Linked DNA regions of Macaca mulatta: region 1 is linked to region 2. The links are chromatin contacts, called in public Hi-C maps. All regions are on one chromosome and are shown on one strand. Each heading gives the region's core, a stretch centred on a gene start, on an enhancer-like site or on the middle of the called end of the contact. The rest is flanking DNA. Distances are from core to core; before and after follow the strand shown.

Evidence for each region. Hi-C and Micro-C count contacts between places; a contact is called where the count stands out from the background.
Region 1: a contact with region 2 is called in a Hi-C map of CD4 T cells, with 7 times the contacts expected there. The contact joins the promoter of KCNH4 here to the promoter of NKIRAS2 in region 2. A contact is called at or near these places in 2 of 14 Hi-C or Micro-C datasets (CD4 T cells and liver).

Annotation. Positions count from the first base shown.
Region 1 is chr16:66,520,240-66,526,096 of T2T-MMU8v2.0, reverse strand. It overlaps KCNH4 (potassium voltage-gated channel subfamily H member 4), which reads left to right and starts at 3,881. Exons shown (of 17, transcript XM_077971658.1): 1 at 3,881-4,155. The coding sequence starts at 4,080. It overlaps HCRT (hypocretin neuropeptide precursor), which reads left to right. Exons shown (of 2, transcript NM_001194432.2): 2 at 542-1,010. The coding sequence ends at 916.
Region 2 is chr16:66,358,041-66,363,332 of T2T-MMU8v2.0, reverse strand. NKIRAS2 (NFKB inhibitor interacting Ras like 2) reads right to left here and starts at 3,664. Exons shown (of 4, transcript NM_001194812.2): 1 at 3,616-3,664. It overlaps DNAJC7 (DnaJ heat shock protein family (Hsp40) member C7), which reads left to right and starts at 3,802. Exons shown (of 14, transcript NM_001261251.1): 1 at 3,802-3,902. The coding sequence starts at 3,826. LOC144335717 (a long non-coding RNA gene) reads right to left here. Exons shown (of 2, transcript XR_013406839.1): 2 at 3,807-4,522.

The sequences.
Region 1 (5,857 bases), core at 2,632-5,131, 160 kb before region 2:
AGTATACCTAGTTTACAGGTAAGGGAGCTGTGCCCTCCGAAAGGGCAGGAAACTGGTTCAAAGCCACGGAGTTCAGTTACTCCAGAAAGGGGGCAGGGAGATGGGACAGCATTCTGGAGTCTTGCTAGCTCCTGATTTCCACGTGTTTCCCTGCTGTGGAGAGGAGGTGGCGGGCACTCAGTAGGGCCCGGTGTTCCCCAAGTTTACAACTTCTTCTGCAGACAGACACGCCTGTTTTCAGGTGGAGTGGTAAGTGCCCTAGTGGGGGCACAGTGGCCTAAGTCTCCAGAGGAGAGGGGGATTCATTCTGCCCAGGGGATCTCAAAAGACCTCCTGGAGGCGATGCTCTGCTGGATCTTGAAGGAGGAGCAAGTAAAGTAGCCCGATACCAGCAAGGGCGCAAATCTAGGAGAACTAAGTGACAGCCAGAGAGAAGTGCAGGCCCGGAGGGGGCACGGAGCCAGCGGGGTAGGTCCTGGGCGTGGGAGCTTGTGGCGGGCGCCGAGGGAAAACCCCTAGCGCCCTGTCTCCGTTTCCCTAGGTCTGCTGGGCCGCCGTGACGCTACTGCTGCTGCTGCTGCTGCTGCCGCCCGCGCTGCTGTCGCCCGGAGCGGCTGCACAGCCCCTGCCCGACTGCTGTCGTCAAAAGACGTGTTCCTGCCGCCTCTACGAGCTGCTGCATGGCGCGGGCAATCATGCGGCCGGCATCCTCACGCTGGGCAAGCGGCGATCCGGGCCCCCTGGCCTCCAGGGTCGGCTGCAGCGCCTCCTGCAGGCCAGCGGCAACCACGCCGCGGGCATCCTGACCATGGGCCGCCGCGCAGGCGCAGAGCCAGCGCCTCGCCCCTGCCTCGGGCGCCACTGTCCCGCTGCGGCCGCCACATCCGTCGCGCCCGGGGGACAGTCCGGGATCTGAGTCTTTCTTCGGGCCCTGTCCTGGCCCAGGCCTCTGCCCTCTGCCCACCCAGCGTCAGCCCCCAGAAAAACGGCAATAAAGACGAGTCTCCATTCGTGTGACTGGTCTCTGTTCCTGTGCGGTCGCGTCCTGCCCTTATGGGGCGGCAGAGCATCTTGCGGAGGGCGGGAGGGCCTGGAAGCCCGGCTCTGAGGCACCAGCCTTGGCTTTTGCGTGGCTGAATCGAAAACACTCTTGGTTGGGGAGCTCCCAGTGCAAGGCCCTGGGGCACAGAGATAACTGCACAGGTGCATGCTTGGATCGGGGCATGCGGGACCCCCACGATGCTCTGCTAGGCATTCTGTAGCGGGGACTTCACCCAGAGATGCGGAAGGGGAAGGAGAGCGAGAAAGGTTGCAACCGGTCGGTTGCAGCGCTCACGCCTGTAATACCAGCATTTTGGGATGCCAAAGCAGGAGGATCGCTTGAAGCAAGGAGTTCGAGACGAGCCTAGGCAACATAGTGAGTGAGACATCTCTTCAAAAAGTTTTTTTAATTAGCGGGGTATGGTGGGCGAGAGAATCGCTTGAGCCCAGGAGTTTGAGTCTGAGCCATGATTGGGCCACTGCGCTCCAGCCTGGGCGACAGAACGAGACATTGTCCAAAAAAGAAAAGAAAAGAAAAAGAAAAGCAGAAAGGAAAGGAAAGGAAAGGAAGGCAAGCTGCATAGAGGAGCAGAATCCAGCTAGGAAGGGGTGGGAGTCAATCCTGCTGAAAAGACAGGGAATATGAACTTCAACAATGAGTCATCCAGAATGGTTGCATCATGGGGTATAGGGTGTGGGGAGTGGAGAGGCTCAGGAAGCAACACGGTTACAGTCAGTGCAGCCCAGCTCCAAAGGCTCTCACAAATCATCAGGCTTTGCACTTTATCTTGTAGGTAACAGAGGCATAGGACATTCTTAAGCAGGAGCAGGACAAGATTTCACTGCAACTCCAGTCAAAGACACCTGTTACTGGTGTTTCCAAAATCCATATATTGAAGTCCTTACCCGTGGCACTTCAGAATGTGGCTGTATTTGGAAATAAGGTCCTTCCAGATGCAATTAGCTAAGATGAGGTCATACTAGAGTGGGGTAGGACCTCTAATCCACTGTGACTGGCGTCCCTATAAAAAAGGGAATTTGAACACAGAAACGCACACAGGGAGAACCTATGTGAACATGAAGGTAAAGATTGGCTCCTACAAGCCAAGAAACACCAAAGATTGCCAGCACCCGCCCCCACTTCCTCCAGAAGATAGGGGAGAGGCATGCAACAGATTCTCCCTCACAGCCTTCAGAAGGAACCAACGCTGCCTTCACCTGACCTTGCTTGGACTTCTAGCATCCAGAACTGTGAGACAATAGGTTTCTGTTGTTTGAGCCACCCACTTTGTGGTACTTTGTTATGGCATTCCTAGGAAACTAATAAAACATCCAAAAGTAGAGACACAGGCTGAGCTTGGTGGTTCATGCGTGTGATCCCAGCACTTTGGGAGGCTGAGGTGGGCGGATCACTTGAGGTCAGGAGTTCAAGACCAGCCTGGCCAACATGGCAAAACCCCATCTCTACTAAAAATACAAAAATTAGCCGGGCATTGAAATGCACGCCTGTGATCCCAGCTACTAGGGAGGCTGAAGCAGGAGAATTGCTTGAACCCAGGAGGCAGAGGTTACAGTGAGCTGAGATCACGCCACTGCACTCCCACTTGGGCGACAGAGCAAGACTCCATCTCAAAAACAGCAAGAACAACAATAACAACAACAAAAGTAGAACACAGAAAAATGCAGCCCTTCTTAGCAATCTAACATCCCAGATAATACCTAGCTCAGAGGGTGGGGAGAATTTAGCCTGCCCTCCTTGCCCATTGGGGTTCCCACGTTCACTGGCTTCAGCTGTTTTGTCGTGGGAAGCAGCCAGCCTCAGCCACAGAACTCAGCTGCCTCAATTTTCTGCATAGGTAGTGAGAAAGTCCTGTGTCTAGTCTCACTTTGGTCCCTCTTGCTGCTGTACCGGTTCCATCCTGGAGAAATCAGAGATCAAAGTTCACCTGTGCACCCTTGGAGATTTGCCAACCTACTCTGCCCACCTCAAAACTATCTTTTTCAGAGGTAGTTTCTCCCAAACTTGCCTCCAGCCTCTCTTCCAGTTGAAGGGCAGCAGAGAGGAGGATTAAGACAGTAGGAAGAGGGAAAACAGGGAGGCAACTGCCCTCCAAGGCACTTATTTTGTCCCAACGACATGCATTACGGTATTACATTCTCACGGTAACTGCATCAGGTAAGAATTATCAGCTCCATTTTACAGATGAGGAAAGTGGGGCTTGGAGAGGCTATCAAACGATTAGTGGCTAGAGCTGGAACTCTACCTGGTGGACTCCAAAGCTCTTTTCATTCCACCATGCTGTGTGCTCAGTAGGCAGAGTTCGCCAGGGTGTCTTGGGAAAACTGAGGAAGGAGGCAAGAGTTGGTGGTGCTTTCTAGAGTTGGGGTTTCAAGCCTTCTCATCATCCGTTCTCTACCAGCAAACTAGCCTCTTAACCCTTGCTATCTCACACTGGAGCTACTGGCCTGGGGGTGCTGCGAAATATCTCAACTCCAGCAGGCGGCACTGTGAACCAGACACCAGCCCAGCGTGGACGGCGCGCGGGAAAACCCGCGAGGTGGAGCCACAGGGAGCAGCCAGGGAACCACGTGTGGGGGCGTGGCCACCCTGGAAGAGGGCGAGTCTGTTATGCAAGACCCGCCCATCATTTCAGGCCTCCCCTCCCGGTGGGCGTGCCCCGAATTCTCTCCCCGAGAGACACGCGTGGGCCGCTCCCCTCTGGGAGGAGGGCTGCCCAGAGGGGTGCAGGTGTCGCTAGCGGCCCCTCCCCGTGTGGGGCCACGTGGCGGGTGCGGGCCGAACCCGAGGGGAAGAACCTGGCCCGTGGGGAGGTTGGGGGGGACCGAAGCGGCGCTGAGCGGAGCCGAGAGCTACGGGGTTCGGAGCAGAGGCGGCCACAGCGGCAGCGGCAGTAAGAGGGAGGGGAGGAGGCAGGCGGGCGCATGGGGCGCCCCGGCCCCTCCGGCAGCGTGCCCCCTCCGGCCCGGCCGCGCTGAAAGCTACCCAGCGGCGCGCCTTGAACCCACGCCCCGGGGCCATGCCGGTCATGAAGGGGTTGCTGGCCCCGCAAAACACCTTCCTGGACACCATCGCCACCCGTTTTGACGGAACGCGTGAGTGGGACGGAGGTCGGGGCTTGGTGTTCAAGCTGGGGGCCAAGTCTCCTCGAGGCCGTCTCGGGTCTCCTGGACGTGGTGAGACCCGAGGCTAGAGGAAAGAATGGAGTTAAGGGTCTAGGAACTCCCAAAGCCGCGATGCAGGAACAGGGCGGGGAGTGCCCTGCGAGGGGAGGAGGGGAAAGGGCCGAGAGCACGGGGTCCAAGGTTAGGGGGTGTGACTAGAGGCAGAAGAGGCTCTTTGTGCGGCAGAGCGGAGGAGGGGCCTTGGGAGCCGCCCACTCTCGGGCAGAGCTGTGCTGGGGGCGTGTATGGGGGTATCCGAGACACAGAAGTGGGACAAAGTGGCCGGGCGTTCTGGGGACTCCAGCTCCCACTACCTCCAGAAAAAAAGGAGAAAAGATCAGACTTCAGCAGGACCTAGTTTGGATTGACGTAGCGCGCCCCCAAATCATGGGGCGTCAGTGTCTAAGGTGGGTGAGGCAGGAGGAGGGGAGCGGTCTGTGCGATGGTAGGAACTCCCGGCTCGCCCTACGCAGCTTGGGTTTCAGGTTCAGCACCTTGGACAGCCGCATCACTCCTTCCCCGCCTCTTCTCCCGCCATTCCCTCTTCCCACTCTGGAGCCCAGAGATTCCCCGTCCTCACCTCCCCCAACCCTGCCATTCCCTCGGGAACCCTGGCCGGGATCTGGAGGGTGAGGGAGCGGTACCCGAGGGCGGAAACTGAGCCGCGGGGCCCTACCCGCTTCCCCCCCCCCCCTTGTTTCCATAGCGCCCATCACCGGGGCAACAGGCCCTGGGATGGAAGAAGGAGGCAGTGCCCAGAGCCCAGTGCCTCCCAGGCACCTTCAGTGTCCCCATTAGCCTCCCTGCCCCCAGACAGTCATCCCTCCTAGAGTACCAGGACTGGTTGTGTCACAGGCCCCATCTCTTAGCTGAGTCTCTGTCCCTGAATGGCCCACAGGAGACCCCTGGCCTCCCCCGCATTGGAGCTGGAGGAAGACAGCTCGGGTTCTGCTGCTGGAGGGTGCTGGAGCTATATGCTCAATGCCCTTTCCCGTTAGACTTTGAGCACTGGGGCAGATCCCCTGAAAGCAGCTACAAGAATGCTAAAAAGTGGACCTTTCCTGGAAGGCAGGGAAAGAGGACACCACTCATCACTGTCTGCCCCCACACTAAGGAGATCTGTGAGTTTGGATAATCTCTGCCTTTTGGTTTCCTATCAATAAAATGGGTGTGGTGTCATCAGAAACTCTGCCCTGCTTACTCTATAATAGGAAGAAAGCCGAGCGAATGTGGGGGAACAATTTCACCTTCTCAGAGTAGCACTTACTATGTGCTAGGACTTGTTCTCCCCAAGTTAGCTCATGTAACTCTGACAACGACCATGTGAGGAAGGCCTATGATACCCAACTTTGCAAATAAGGAAAGCTCAGGCACAGAAGAGGTCATCAACTTGCCCAAAGTCACACAGTCAGTAAGTGGCAGTGGAGGGTTGCAGGAGCCCAGGCTCTTACTCACCATGCTATGCTGCCTTCTACAGTGACCGCTCACCAGTTGGAAGGCAGGGGGGTGGATGGCATGACCTCCTGGGGTCCTTCTCCAACTCCCCATTAGACCCTGCTTAAGTCCTGTCTTAAGTTCTTGTCTCTTTGCTCTACCTTCTCCTATTCTCAATTCAGAAAATCCCAAAGTGGGG
Region 2 (5,292 bases), core at 2,415-4,914:
CCAGGCGTGGTGGCGGGTGCCTGTAATCCCAGCTACTTGAGAGGCTGAGGCAGGAGAATCGCTTGAACCCGGGAGCCGGAGGTTGCAGTGAGCCAAGATTGTGCCACTGCACTTCAACCTGGGCAACAGAGCGAGACTCCGTCTCAAAAAAAAAAAAAAGACAATCTGCTTTCCTGTACGACTCATCTGGACAACAATCAATTCCCTCTAAACGCCAGTCAAGTATATGGCTAAAATGAACATAAGAGAGAAAGAGTGAAGAAACCTAAGGAAAAAAAAGGCTTCAGAAAGGAGATACTTTTTGCTGCCCTTGGGCTGACAGACACAAAAGAGAAAGCTCATAGAAACCCTAAGAGGGCCGGGCGCGGTGGCTCAAGCCTGTAATCCCAGCACTTTGGGAGGCCGAGACGGGCGGATCACGAGGTCAGGAGATCGAGACCATCCTGGCTAACCCGGTGAAACCCCGTCTCTACTAAAAAATACAAAAAACACTAGCCAGGCGAGGTGGCGGGCGCCTGTAGTCCCAGTTACTTGGGAGGCTGAGGCAGGAGAATGGCATAAACCCGGGAGGCGGAGCTTGCAGTGAGCTGAGATCCGGCCACGGCACTCCAGCCCGGGCGACAGAGCAAGACTCCGTCTCAAAAAAAAAAAAAAAAAAGAAACCCTAAGAGGTCCCAGACAGGTATCTCCCCGAAGGCAAACTTCCAAACACAAGCCCCCCCGCCCCCGCCCCAAGAGCTCCAGACAAAGATCCCCCAAAGAGAGCAGAAATAGATCACTCCCAAAGACTGTCCCAAACAGAAACCTCTCCAGGGGAAGCTCCTGACACAGACCCCCTCTCCATATACTGAGACCTACAATAAAAGACACCATAAGAGTGGGCCAGAGGGGCCTCCGCCACAGATTTTCCCACGGGGGAGCCCCCATATGAATGAGAGGCAGAGACCAGCCACCTAAAGCGGCCCAGGGGCGGAGGCCGATCCTAGCGCCGGACGAGCCTCGCCTCCCAGCTCCGTACCTCCCGGGGGCCCCGCAGCACCAAGCCAGGCCCTTGGAGCGCGCGGGGACCAGGGGAGGGGCAGCGCCGCCGCACAGGATTGTCTTCCTCCCGGGTCGGTGTAGGCTCTGCCGGGCCCCGCCCCCGCCGCCTGCCCTCTCCCCAGCTTCCGTCAGACAAGACGAATTCCGGCAGCGGAGAACGGGTGCGGACCGCGCAGCTCCCCCAGAGGTCGGCGGGGGAATGACGGCCACGACCTGGCCTGGGTGTGTGCGGGAACCCAAGGTTCTAGACTCCCTGGACGCGGGCCGCTGGTTGTCCTGGTGTCTCTGAGGCCCAAATGTTCTCCCTCTAAAGGCGATCAGGGTACAGTAACTCTTCGTTTACTCAATCATTCATCCGTCGAATGTTTTCTGAGCATCTTCTCTGTCTGTGCCATGTGCAGGGCCATATACTGAGAGAAAGTGGACGAGTTAGATACGGTGGCTGCCCATCAGAACTCACGGTCTAGAGAAGCTAGATGTCTAACAATTACTGAGGTGCTGTGGGGCACAGCAAAATGGCATTTAACTTTGAGTCAGCAGACACTGAAGAGCTTGGGGGAAAGGGTGTCCTAGGGTGGAGGAAACATGGCTACAAGTCATGGCATTTTCTGGAACTATGAGAACTTGGGTTCAATATTGGTGGTAGAAAGGACCTAAATACTGGTACTCAAATTAAATCATTAAAAAAAAATAAAAGAAACAGATAATCAAAGGCTTTGTGTGGTAGGCCAAAGAGATCAAACTGACGGCAATGGAAAGCCATTGCCAATGAAGTGACATGATCAGTCCCTGAAGAAGGTCACTCTGGCAGAAGAGGCAAGACTGGACAGAGATGAAATTAGGGACCGATTAGGAGACTATTGCTGTATTCCAAGTTTTTTTTTTGTTTTTTTTTTTTTCTGTTGCTTTGTTGTTGCCGTTTTTTGTTTTTAGGGACAGGGTCTTACTCTTTTCTCCATGCTGGAGTACACTGGTGTGCTCATAGCTCACTGTAGCCTCTAACTCCTGTGCTCAAGTGATCCTCCTGCCTCAGCCTCCCAAGTAGCTGGGACTACAGATGCATGCCACCATGCCCAGCCTATTCCAAGATTTAAAAATATGATGAGTGCCTGAATCGGGATGGAAAAACGGAGATGGATTTGGGAAATATTTGGTAAGAGAATCAACAAAACTGAGCAACAAATTGGAAGCCAAGAGTGAGGATGGTTTAATCCATTTAACAAGATATGGAATTTAGGAAAGATAATAATTACATCCAGCATTTGTTTTTTCTGTTGTTCAGGTGTAGGTAGACAATGAAAAGTTAAGTTTAAATATGGTAAGCTTTGGGGATTTGTGAAACATACAAGAGATATCCAGTAGATAGTTGGATATGCAGCTGTGGAAGCTGAAGAAAGGTCTAGGTTGGAGATATGTAGAGTTGAGAGTCATCAACAGATGGAAGTAAAGCTGTGGGAATAAATGAGTTGCCTTAGAACATAAAGTGGGAAGATGGTGAGACAGGTTGGCTAGCATTAGACTGGACTATGAGCCACTGACAGGCAGGGCAGGTGGTCTGTAAGTCTTGTGCCCTCACAACCTAGCACAAAGTAGGCGTTTTGGAAAGGGCTATTGAGTGATTGGCTCAACGAATGACCCCTCCTTTCCAACCTAGTAAGCTTGTCCTATCCCTCCCTACTCAGTGGTCGCTGTGGTTTCAGTTCCCTCCACACTGGGATAGGCAGGGTAGGAGCATTGGCACATGCTGTTTTCCTGGAAGAAACAGGTAAATCCTTTTAAAAATTCCTTTGCCCTCTTCTCATTTTAGCTACTCTTAGCTTTACATTGTAAAGCTACTCCTAATACGCCTCCAATTTAACCCCAGAAAGCTCCAATTCAATTCAGCTCCACAAATAGTGGCTTGGGTGAGGGAATAACAAGACAATTAAACTGTGCCCTTGTCCCCTGTGAGTTCTCAATCCAGACCGCATTCGGCAAGACAAGCGTGATGAGTAGAGAGTTTATATAAGAGGTAGGAGTAATGGGGACACAAGAGCAGGGACCTCACCCAGCGAGCTTCCTTATAAACTCCAGGGCAGGGTCTGGGGCGCCATGTGTCAGCTTTCCTAGGCTTAATGCTGAGATGGCACTCCCAGGCGGCTGACATGAAAGCAGCCTCGTAAAAGGGTCAGCGTCATTAGGGTGATGAACCAGTTGGTGTTTGGAGATCCGGAGTGGATGAAAGGCGCAGGATGAAGACGCCCTACGTTCCCCTGGCTTGATTGGGTAGGGCTTCCAGAGAACGATGAAAGCTGGGGGAACTGGGCTCAGAGTGGCTCTTGCCTTTCCCGGGAAGAAGCTGTGAACACACTCCAAGGTCGGAAAGGTAGCAGTGGGGACTCTTTCCCTACAGTCTTGGGTCACCTGGTCCCCACCCAACCCAGACTCCACGGAGCCTTTAAGGAAGACTCTCTAGGATTGGAAGTTGCTATGGCAACGAGGCTCTTGGAATACTGAAACCAATCAAGCCCTAGAGAGGCTACCACCCGTACACCTCCATTCCCATCCACGGGTAAAGTGGCGCCGCCTACGCACAGGCACAGTCCCTGGGCTCCCGCCCCGGCGCGGAGACCACCCTGGACATCCGGGGACGGGAGGCCGCTCTGGCCCCAAGCGGAGCCTCTCTCTGGTAGACGAGCCCGAGGGAGCCCTTCTGGGCGAGGCGCCGCTGAGCTGCTCTATGCTCCAACCGGAAGTGCTCTTCACCGCCGGCCTCCCACCCAGCTCTCTGGTCCCGGCGGTAAGATGGCGGCTGCCGCGGAGTGCGATGTGGTAATGGCGGCGACCGAGCCAGAGCTGCTCGACGACGAAGAGGCGAAGAGGTAACCGGGTAGCAGGGTAGTAGAGGAGGCAAGCTGCAGCTCCGTGGCTCAGGGAAACCCGTTCCTGCCATGATGCAGCCCCCAGCTGTTGAGGCGATGCCCCGCCCTACGCAAACCCCCCCCCAATCTGAGATCAAGGCCGGATGGACCCCCTGAAGGGGCGCTCTTGGGGGTCGGCCTTCCTCTCCCGCTTCCGCCTGGCGAAGGAGCTGAGGCATGGCCTTCTTCTCCAGCTGAGAGGACGATCGTCCTTATAGGAGAGCCCGAGTCTCGGAGGGCAATTTCGGAGGTCTGGTGCGAGGGGGGGGGGGCGGCGCGGCGTCGATGACGACTTCCTTACATCGCCCCTGACTCCCTCCTTCTCGTTAACTTCTGTGCATTGTTGCCTGTCTGCACTTTCCATCTCTAAAACCTTTGCTCTCCTCCCCCCGTTTTCCTTTTCGATCACTAGTCTGGGTTCGAGGTGATTGTGTGTCTCCATAATTGACCTGGTTGCCCCCGGTTATCCCAGAAGTCAAGGATGATAGAGAAAAAGGGAAGAGCGAGGGGCTTATCTCGTGTTCTCTGTGTCAGACTCCTCTTCCCCTATCCTTCCTGGGTGATCTTTATCCTTCCCAGCACTGTTCTTTCTTAAGTTAAGCACCAAGGAAGAGGGCAACTGCTTGGGCGCTGTTGGCACACCGAAGCAGCCGCAGTGGTTCGAGACTGCCAGTCGGACTAGCCAAGGGAGCTGCTGAGTGAGTGGTTTTCGAGAACGCTCTAGATTCTGGCAACAGGCCAGATTATTGGAAATGGGGTTGGGACAGAGTTGTGGGTAGTCATACGTGTTCTAATACTAAAGCAGAATTGACAAGAAGGTTCTAGAAGTTTGGAGCCCTTTCCTTATCAGCTGCAGGTTAATCTGACCCTTTTGTTCAAGATGCCTACAGTGCCCTCAGTCTTATTCCCACATACTTTATATTTTCATACCAAGCCCGTTATGTCTTCAGGCTGGGTAATTTGAGGTGGTGATGTAGAATTAGTTCATGAGATCTGAAATCAGGATTCTGAGATTTTTACTATCTGATGAGTTAGAAATATAAGAACGGAGGCCATGAATAGTTATCAAGCTTGAAGGTTGTTACCACAGCCAGTGTCTCAAGTTCCTGATCTGTTGGGAGCTGGGGGGCCTGACAAAGTGTAATAGGTCCCTGGGATATCAGAGAAGCCAGGACACCAGAGTCCAGTCTCTGTTCTTAATTTTGAGCTTTCATGTTGTTCCTGCTTCTTTCTAGATATTTAAAGTTAAGCATCATCAACCCTTATACATCATTAAAGAGCTGCAATGGGAAACAAAATTTCTCCCAGTGCAGACAGAGCTTAATTAATTGTAGAGAGTTACTTGGATTTG